Regions from separate parts of the Mus musculus genome. Here all the other regions are linked to region 3. The links are chromatin contacts, called in public Hi-C and promoter capture Hi-C maps. All regions are on one chromosome and are shown on one strand. Each heading gives the region's core, a stretch centred on a gene start, on an enhancer-like site or on the middle of the called end of the contact. The rest is flanking DNA. Distances are from core to core; before and after follow the strand shown.

The links. Promoter capture Hi-C pulls out the DNA fragments that hold promoters and counts their contacts. A called contact is a pair of places that touch in the nucleus more often than the background predicts.
Region 1: a Hi-C map of liver shows a contact between it and region 3, with 2.6 times the contacts expected there. The contact joins two enhancer-like sites. A contact is called at or near these places in 3 of 484 Hi-C or Micro-C datasets (the HL-1 cell line, liver and nephron progenitors) and 1 of 115 datasets of contacts at active chromatin or transcription factors (embryonic stem cells).
Region 2: a promoter capture Hi-C map of liver shows a contact between it and region 3, with 4 times the contacts expected there. The contact joins the promoter of Ptprg here to the enhancer-like site in region 3. A contact is called at or near these places in 4 of 39 promoter capture datasets (embryonic stem cells, hippocampal neurons and liver), 14 of 484 Hi-C or Micro-C datasets (the N1E-115 cell line, adipose-derived mesenchymal stem cells, cerebellar granule neurons and 8 more), 22 of 115 datasets of contacts at active chromatin or transcription factors (astrocytes, cardiomyocytes, craniofacial prominence and 13 more) and 2 of 9 other capture datasets (adipose tissue and pancreatic islet).

The regions. Positions count from the first base shown.
Region 1 is chr14:11,609,020-11,611,719 of GRCm38.p6, forward strand. All of the region lies in intron 1 of Ptprg (protein tyrosine phosphatase, receptor type, G), which reads left to right. Gm52128 (a long non-coding RNA gene) reads left to right here. Exons shown (of 2, transcript XR_003951168.1): 2 at 1-517. Among named protein-coding and RNA genes, the nearest start is that of Gm52128, 37 kb to the left of the region's middle. Within about 2 kb of position 1,317, at least 13 of the 459 cell types and tissues checked have an H3K27ac peak or open chromatin away from gene starts, as enhancers often do. A contact at or near this core is called in liver, where this site is marked.
Region 2 is chr14:11,552,143-11,554,842 of GRCm38.p6, forward strand. Ptprg (protein tyrosine phosphatase, receptor type, G) reads left to right here and starts at 1,411. Exons shown (of 30, transcript NM_008981.3): 1 at 1,411-2,190. The coding sequence starts at 2,106.
Region 3 is chr14:11,773,969-11,776,668 of GRCm38.p6, forward strand. All of the region lies in intron 2 of Ptprg (protein tyrosine phosphatase, receptor type, G), which reads left to right. Among named protein-coding and RNA genes, the nearest start is that of Gm52128, 200 kb to the left of the region's middle. Within about 2 kb of position 1,448, at least 121 of the 459 cell types and tissues checked have an H3K27ac peak or open chromatin away from gene starts, as enhancers often do. A contact at or near this core is called in the N1E-115 cell line, adipose tissue, astrocytes and 13 more, where this site is marked.

The DNA.
Region 1 (2,700 bases), core at 67-2,566, 170 kb before region 3:
CTGAGAAAGTGCCTGATGTACCAACAGAAGGTCATGGGTTGGACTGCCCTTCTCCATGTACAAGTTAGATGCCAAGGTGTGCATGTATAACCCCTGTGGGGAGCTACAGGGGAAGATACTCTAAGGTGGCTTCTACTCTGAGTGTGCACATGTACACACACACACACACATACACACACACACACAGAATCACATTCAGGGCAGCCTTATCTTTTAGTGACTGATACTGAATCTCTTATGAGTGGAAATTTGATGCCATTTAGCTGGGTGTGGTAGTTCACTCCTTGAATCCCAGCCCTTGGCACATGGAGGCAAGAGTTGAGGGTCAGCCTACACTGTGTGAAATCATGTCTCTAAGAAAAATCCCCCAAACTAAACAAACCAAACAAAAAATTCTGAGTTAATGTACAAAAAATAATTGTTGACATACACAGGCATAGTCAGCGAAAGGAAATACATGTGTGGGCACCCCTCTTTCAGAATGTTGGAAAATTCATAGTTCAGTAAAAAAAAAAAAGACATAAGTCTGTTTTCTATTCTTCCTTGTGACCACTGACTTAACATGTCTTTCTTTTAAGTAATGAATATTTAAACCGAGAATCTTACCTCTCAAAGTACTTTCAAGCATAAATATCATCACTAAGTCTAGTAACCAAGTCTTGCAGAATTAATGGACATTTAATGACCCATTTTCCTTTATTTGAGCCCAGCCCTATGGGATAAAGGGGATGTTTTATTCATCAGACTCTTTACTGATTATTCTTATTTTTTAATTTTAAAATGCTTTGTAGGAATTAGCAGGTGCTTAATTATCAATGGGAGGATTCTTTATTTGCTGAATGCAATGGGAAGTCATTACAAGAAGTTTAAAATAGGAAAGAATTAAATGGAGAACTTGGGGGTAATAAAAGTCTATCCTTTAGCTTACTGTACCAGGTTCATTAAGGTCGAACGAAGTGTGGATTTGTGTTTTACAGCTTCGTTGTCAGCTGAGCCAAAGGCAAGTCTTTCTGTCCTTTGATCAGACATCCCTGGACAAAGTGCCAAGGTTTAGGGTTCATACTAGACAGGAAGTCAATAGTCAGTAGTTGCCATAACGCTGGATTATGGGCAACTTTTATGCCCTGTCTCTATATCAGGCTGCTCTTTCCATTTTTGAATCTTCTTTTAAGAAAGCAGACAGTGGGACAGTTTTCCTTATTGCATTTTCTTTCTTTTTCTTATGATTTATTTTAATGACATGTGTCTCTTGTATACATGATTGCAGAGGCATTGGGTCCACCGAAGCTGGAGTTACAGGTGCTTAGGAGCTGTCCTTTGTGGGTGCCAGGAACTGAACTCTGTCCTCTGATAGAAGAGTGTATGCTCTGCACTGGGAGGCTCACTGCTTCCTCCCTCACTGGATTCTTATACATGCTTAGTGTTGGATGATCTGCCACCCACTGTGGCATCATACATATCGTGTGTGTGTGTGTGTGTGTGTGTGTGTGTGTATTTAAGGATCAGCGTTTGATGGAGAATGTGTGCTACTGTTTTTTCCAAGCCTGGGTTACCCATAATGCTTTTCAGTTTTCTCCGTATGCACAAGCTTTATAGTTTGATTTGCCATCACAGTTGACAACGCCCTTGTTTTCTGTGTATCATTTTTCTCACTATCACTTTAACGTGTGTGATTTGTTCTTCCATATGTCAGGCACATTGGTGTATGGGCCTTGATTTTCTGACTAACTCACCTTGTCCTATCTTGTTACTTTCCTCTTTCTATCTACATTGCCCTGTTGGCTTCTATAATTGGCCATGGTCAGTTATTCATATCTTGGGAAATCTGTGGTCCAGTTCAAGTGGTCTGGAGATGGGGTGACATGGAGGGAAGTGAGCAGCTACCACTAAGGCAGTTCTTAATCCCTGTGCAATGGACTGCACGAAGAAAATTCTAATTTATTTCATTAAAAAACCCTACAGAAGATTCCCAGTTTGCAAAAGAAAAAGGAAACACAGCTAAGGTCATGGACAAGATCAAGGGCTCATGACTCATAAATTAGTTTTTGTTAGGGTTTAGCTCTTTTTATAACCAGTAAAAGGTATGTCCAGGATGTTGGATAATGGGGTCATTTTCTCTCCTCGTTTAGATATTTATTATGAACTTATGAGACAGTCTCATGTATCCAAAACTGGCCTTGAACTCATGTTGTGGTGTGCTAAGTGATGGGGTTGCCGGTGTGCATCACCAGGCCCACTAAAGGTGTTCTTTTTTGGGGGAGGTGGGCTTAAACCCAGGGACCCGTATGTGCTAGTCATCTTCTCTGCCACTCAGGCACATCGCTTGCTCATGGCTGTCTACTTGTTCCATCACAGCACACTTAGGTATAGGCACAAGTGGGCATTTGTATTTTTATTATTGTCTTAATTAGAGTTTTATTGCTGTGGAGAGACACCATAACCAAGGTTACTCTTATAAAGGAAAACATTTAATTGGGGCTTGCTTACAACTTCAGGGGTTTAGTCCATTATCATCATGGCGGTAAGCATGGCAGGTGCAGGCAGACATGGTGTGCTAGAGAAGGAGCTGAGAGTTCTACATCTTGATCTTGAAGGCTGAAGAAAGTGACTGCATACCACACTGAGTGTAGCTTGAGCATAGAAGACCTCAAAGTTTGTCCCCACAGTGATACATTTCCTCCAACAAGACCACACCAACTC
Region 2 (2,700 bases), core at 161-2,660, 220 kb before region 3:
TTCCTGGCATTTACTAGTTTTGCACCCCAAACTTTTCAGAGGTTTTTCCTTTGGAATTGTGGGTGCGAGACTGCTTTCCTAAACAATGCCACAGACTCTCAGAGCATCTGTATAGTATTTGAAAACCGAAAGAACATCCGGTTGAGATGTTTGGGTGGGTGTGGGACAGTGCCGCGTTGCGATGAAACGGCAAGGGGACACTTTAAAAATATGTCCATATCCTTTTCATAGAGTGGCAGAACAACTATGAAAAAAATACAAATGGCTAATTACGTTGGCTCAATTACAAATTTGATGGAAAAAAAAAACCCAAACCAAAACCTGCCTCCCCTCTTTTAGCACCAACGTAGGAGGAAAAAATAGGTTGCTGAAAAGCCCAAGCGATAAAGATCTCTGTGAGAGCCAAGGGACAAAACTCATTACAGATAAACCTAGCCCTTGCATTTCCCCCGGATGCCTCTCCCTGTAGTTTACTTAAGCCGTGTCTCCTAGGACGGCTGCGGGAAACCAGTCCTGCCCCGGGGTGCTGCTTTCCCCTGCCCCGGGTGAGAGGCGCACTTCATTTGCCCTCTGCCTAACCAGGCCAAGTTGCAGCCACCTTCTTCCCGAATCCGGGGGTTGGGAAAACTCCGCGACAGACCTTCGTAGTTTGGGGAAAAGTCCACGACAGACCTTCGTGGTTTGGGAAAAGCCGATGTGGGCCTGGAGCTGGATTTTGCTAGCCTGGGATGGACTCCCGTCCCTTTCCCTATCTCCCAGAGGTAGATTCGAACAATGGAAGCTCGGAAAGGGGGAAGGGGAAACAACAACAACAAAAAAACCTCAATGAAACCTGAGTGCAAAGGCCGCTGGGCTTTGTCTCTTAGCCCGGGAACGCAGCAGGAGAGGGACGCTGGAGGTGCACCCCGTCAAGACACCGTCCAGGTGGTGAGGCCTTACGGAAGTCCCCTCTCCATGAAAATGTAGCTGCTGGTCCTTTCCTCTCCCCCAGATTCCAACCAGACCACCCTTTCCCCCTCCCCCAAGTTCCGGATCCATGAACGAGGTCAGGGATCTCTCCGAATCCGTACTTCGTCTTTAAGAACTCGAAAATGGAGCAAAGCCATGCCGACCCTGGATGGCAGCTGGTCTCTTCCCTGTCTTCAGGGTTACCAGCTCCCCTAAACGCACACCCATAGCCCTAGGCACGCCTGGAGAGGAGAGTAGTGCAAGTCCTTGGAAGCCGGAGCCCAGCACGGCCGCTTTAAGAGACGCGCGCCCCCGCCGGCGGCAGCTCGGGGATGCGCGTCACCGCGCGCCCGTGCTTGCGCGCCCCCGCCGCCGCGCGCCCCCAGCTCGCTCGCTCGCCCGCTCGCCGGCTTTAAAGTCTCTGCCAGGATCCATGCTCACATGTTACTTCCTGTATGGAGGCATGGCCAGTTTCCAGCCCCGCGCTCTCGGTTCCTCCCCAGCCTGCGCCGGAGCCACAACTTTCAGGAGCATGGACTGAAGGCGCCCTCGCCCCGGCGCCCCTCTGAGATCCTTTGTGTTTCCCTGCGCTCCACTGGCCGTTTGTGTTTTGGGGGGCTCTGCGCTCCGCCCCGCCGCTTCCCTCCCTTTCCAGGCTCGCAGACATGCCTCCTTCCTTGCCGGGGCCCTGGAAGGAGCTGCCCGCCTGAAGCCCGGAGCCGCCGCGCCGCGCACAGCCCCGCCGTCGCCCGCTGGTTCTCGGGCTGCGCTGCGCTGCCGACTCAACTTGGGGCTCTTCCGCTGCTAGCCACCGCCACCCGCGGTCCCTGCCTGCTCCGGGCCCCGGGCTCTGCCGCCGTGCGTCTTCTCCTCGCCCTGCCTGTCGGCTGGATCGTGTCTGAGCGGAAAGCAGCCCTTCTCCTCCGAGAGGATCGTCCCTAGCTTGGCTTTGCATTCCCGGTCACTTTTTGAGGTTTTCTCGGGAGCGCTTGGCAGCTTCCCGGATTCCAGCGGGACCGGTGGCCGAGTGTGGGGGGCCCCGTGTGGCGGGCGAGCCGTGAAAGCCTCCAGGCTTAGCGGAGCCTCGCTCGGAAGCAAGAACTTATTCAACAAGTTTACCCCCCCTGCCTTTCTCTTTTCGATGTGCGTTTTCGGACATGCGGAGGTTACTGGAACCGTGTTGGTGGATTTTGTTCCTGAAAATCACCAGTTCTGTGCTTCATTATGTGGTGTGCTTCCCGGGTGAGTGAGGGCCGCCGATGGGACGCGTCTCTGGCCGGCGCGCGGGGTATGCGGAGTTGTCGCCGGGGCGCGGAGCTTGGGCGCCAGTCTAGGGACCGCGGAGAGGGTGAAGGGGGGCCGGGCTACCGAGGAGGAAAGAGAGCTCTGCTTCATTGGCTCCGGCAGTGTTCTAGGAGGCTGATGGTCAGAGAGGGCAGAAGCAGTGGCGGGCTGGAAGGGAGGGTTGGGGACTCAGAGATGTGCTCTGACTGTGGCTTGGGAAGCTTGAAGCATCTGGAGTATGGGAGGGCGGGGGAAGGCGACTTGCTTTGCTGATCCGGAGCTGATCCGGAGGGCTATAGTTGCACGATAGGATGTCTGGGGAGATTGGCTGTGGGAAGGATGCTCTGTTGGTTTGAGTAATATGGGGTGCTCCCGTTGCTTCTGCGGGGATAGAAGGAGCTCATAATCGTGGCTCACTTTGCATCCCTCCGACCCTTTGTAGGGGGGAGGGCGGCGTTTGGGGATGGA
Region 3 (2,700 bases), core at 198-2,697:
TTATGGATGGTTGTGAGCCACCATGTGGTTGCTGGGATTTGAACTCAGGACTTCTGGAAGAGCAGTCAGTGCTCTTAACCGCTGAGTCATCTCTCCAGCTCTCACAATCCTTCAAATACTAAAATAGAGTTTTGTTAATTAGAAGCCTCGTGAAACCAGCGTCCACCATGTATCTGATTTTGCTGTTGATGTAATTTTAGGAAATCAAATGAACAAAGGGAAATTAAGTTTCTCTGCGGTGGCTCGTGTACTCTTCTACATTCTATTAGATTTAGCAAAAGTTCTGCAGGTGGGAAGACAGCAGGCCCACAGCCATCAGCATTTTGAAGGGCAGTGCTTTGTAAATATGAGGCCTAGAATCCTATCTTTTACTTTGCCATTCAAAAACTTGCATTAGGCTTCTAAGTTATTGACCACATGCACAGAGAAGACAAGTCGGGATGTTGTAAATTTTGTGTTTGAAAACTGTATCCATTTATTTTCCCTGTACAAGTGTGGAACTGGCCATAGTGGACATGTGAAGGTCAGAAAACGGCTTCTGAGGTTGAGGCTCTCTCCCCACCATCTGGGCTCCAGGGGTCGAACTTGGGTCATCAGAGCGCTTTTACCTGCTGAGTCATTTCACTGGCCCAAGATGCTGTTATTTTGAAAGAGGAAAACAGAAGCTCTTCAAACTCTTCTTTAAACATTACTTTCTAATTTCTGACACCAATGTAAATCAGAGGATGGGAGGTCAGAGGAGGAGAGGAAATTTGTTTGCCTGAGACTGGTAAGAAGGGGCTTCCACTGAGAAATCCTGGGTTAGGCAGCCAGAAGATTTGAGTGTAGCTCAAGCTCAGAAGCAGCCCGAGTTTAGCTGACACTTCTTGGCACACTTCCAGTGTGCTATAATGGGCCTTGGGGACACAGTGTATGGTTTCCATAGACAGTATCAAAACTTGGATTTGACCCTAAGAAACAAAGTGTGTTGAATTCTGTTTGATAAATCTTGCTTAGTTTTGACTCCACTGAACTGGATTTTATAATTTTACATCTTTTTATTTATTCATTTATTTTCTGCCTCACATTGTTGACCTGCTCTAAGTCTGCCTGGAGATAGTTAATAATCTATACGTATTTACCTGTGTGCAATTCTATAAGCACGTACACCCATTACAATTTCAGCTCAAGACAGGAGTGTTCTCCTGTGTGACTGCCGGGCTTCTCCAAATGACATTTCCCCTGTCAGACTTTGAAGTGCTTTGAGACTGTTCATAGCTTCCTCATGGCCCGAGCCCCCTCGTTTCTTCTGTCCAGCGGGAAGCTCAGGGTGCCTCTGCCTGTGCAGGATGAGGCCTGAGCTCTGACATCTGGACCAACAAAGGCTTCCCGGCCCTGGCACCCAGGGCTCAGAGTGCCACAGTTAATGCCTGTTTATCAGATTATTGAAGGGCAAGCTGCTTGCCTCAGAATGAGCTCCCTGCGGTTGTGTAATCCTATCCAGGCCGAGTCCTGAGAGCCTTATACAAACAGGGCACTCTGCCGCTGCCGAGAGGCTCAAAATGTGTAGCGTGGGTTTGCTCGGATCAGGCCTTCGGAGTAGATGTAATCAAATTCACAGGCAGCCTGGTACTCACAGTCCACAGCTTTTCACAGTGGGAATTTTCATCTCGTGGGAGCTCCAAGTAGAATAATGGTTTCCAGAGAGAGGCTGGGGAGACACGGAGGCTGAAAGAGGTGGGGTACACTGTCATTTCTGCTTACTGGGGTCAAGGCCTGGTGTTCTAATGCATGGGGAAATGACCACAGCGACAGCAAAGCTTCATGCACTGCATAAGGTCAGTGACGCAGATAACTGTGGCTGTGGGGACAAGGAAGTGACATATTTAGCCCAGGGACCCATTACTACACACTTTTCCAGTGCTGAAATTATAAGCACGCTCTTGCCTGCCTTTTTTATTTACGTGGATTTTGAGGACCAAACTCAAATCCTTACGTTTTCACAGGCAGCCATTTACAGACTAAGCTGTCTTCCCAGCCCCTAGCTGCTAATTCTTATGCAAGTGGTCACTTTGTCCAGTTTGGAAATCTTAAGTAGGTTATCAACCTCATCAGAACGTCCTCAGACAGGAATCAATTTTACTGAGACATTTAAATTCCATAATGTGATATTGGGACAGATTGAATTATATAGGACATACCATCGTTGTTACAAAACACAAAGGTTTCAAATTGAGACTAAAGTCTTTGGAACGTATAGTTCCTTGGACACAGATTCCCTGGCCTAGATAATATTGAATTGCAGCCCTTTTGCCCTGCTCTCCCACATAGAAGTTGGCAAGGAAGCCCCAGTGAAGGTTAGTCTTAAAACCAACGCCATTCACGTCTGCCAGTGAAAAAGGCTTTAAAACTTGGGCCCTTTCCTAATGGAGCCTTTGAATCCAAGTGCTTTCAAGTGTCGCCTCTCTGTGTCTTAGTGGGTGGAAACTGAGGGTGCAGGACCCTTTACAAATATCTTTTTTATATGTATCCTTATTTCTGGACAGGCTACCTTCAAATTTGTTTTTCCTAATTCTTAACCCTGACCTTACACAGTGACTTTACTTTCCCACACTTTGCGTGTTTGCCTGCAGAATGGGGAGCAGAGAATAAACAGAAATCACGGTAGGAGGAAAGAATGGGTGAGTACAGTGTCAGCTCACTGTCTGCCTGTCACCATGG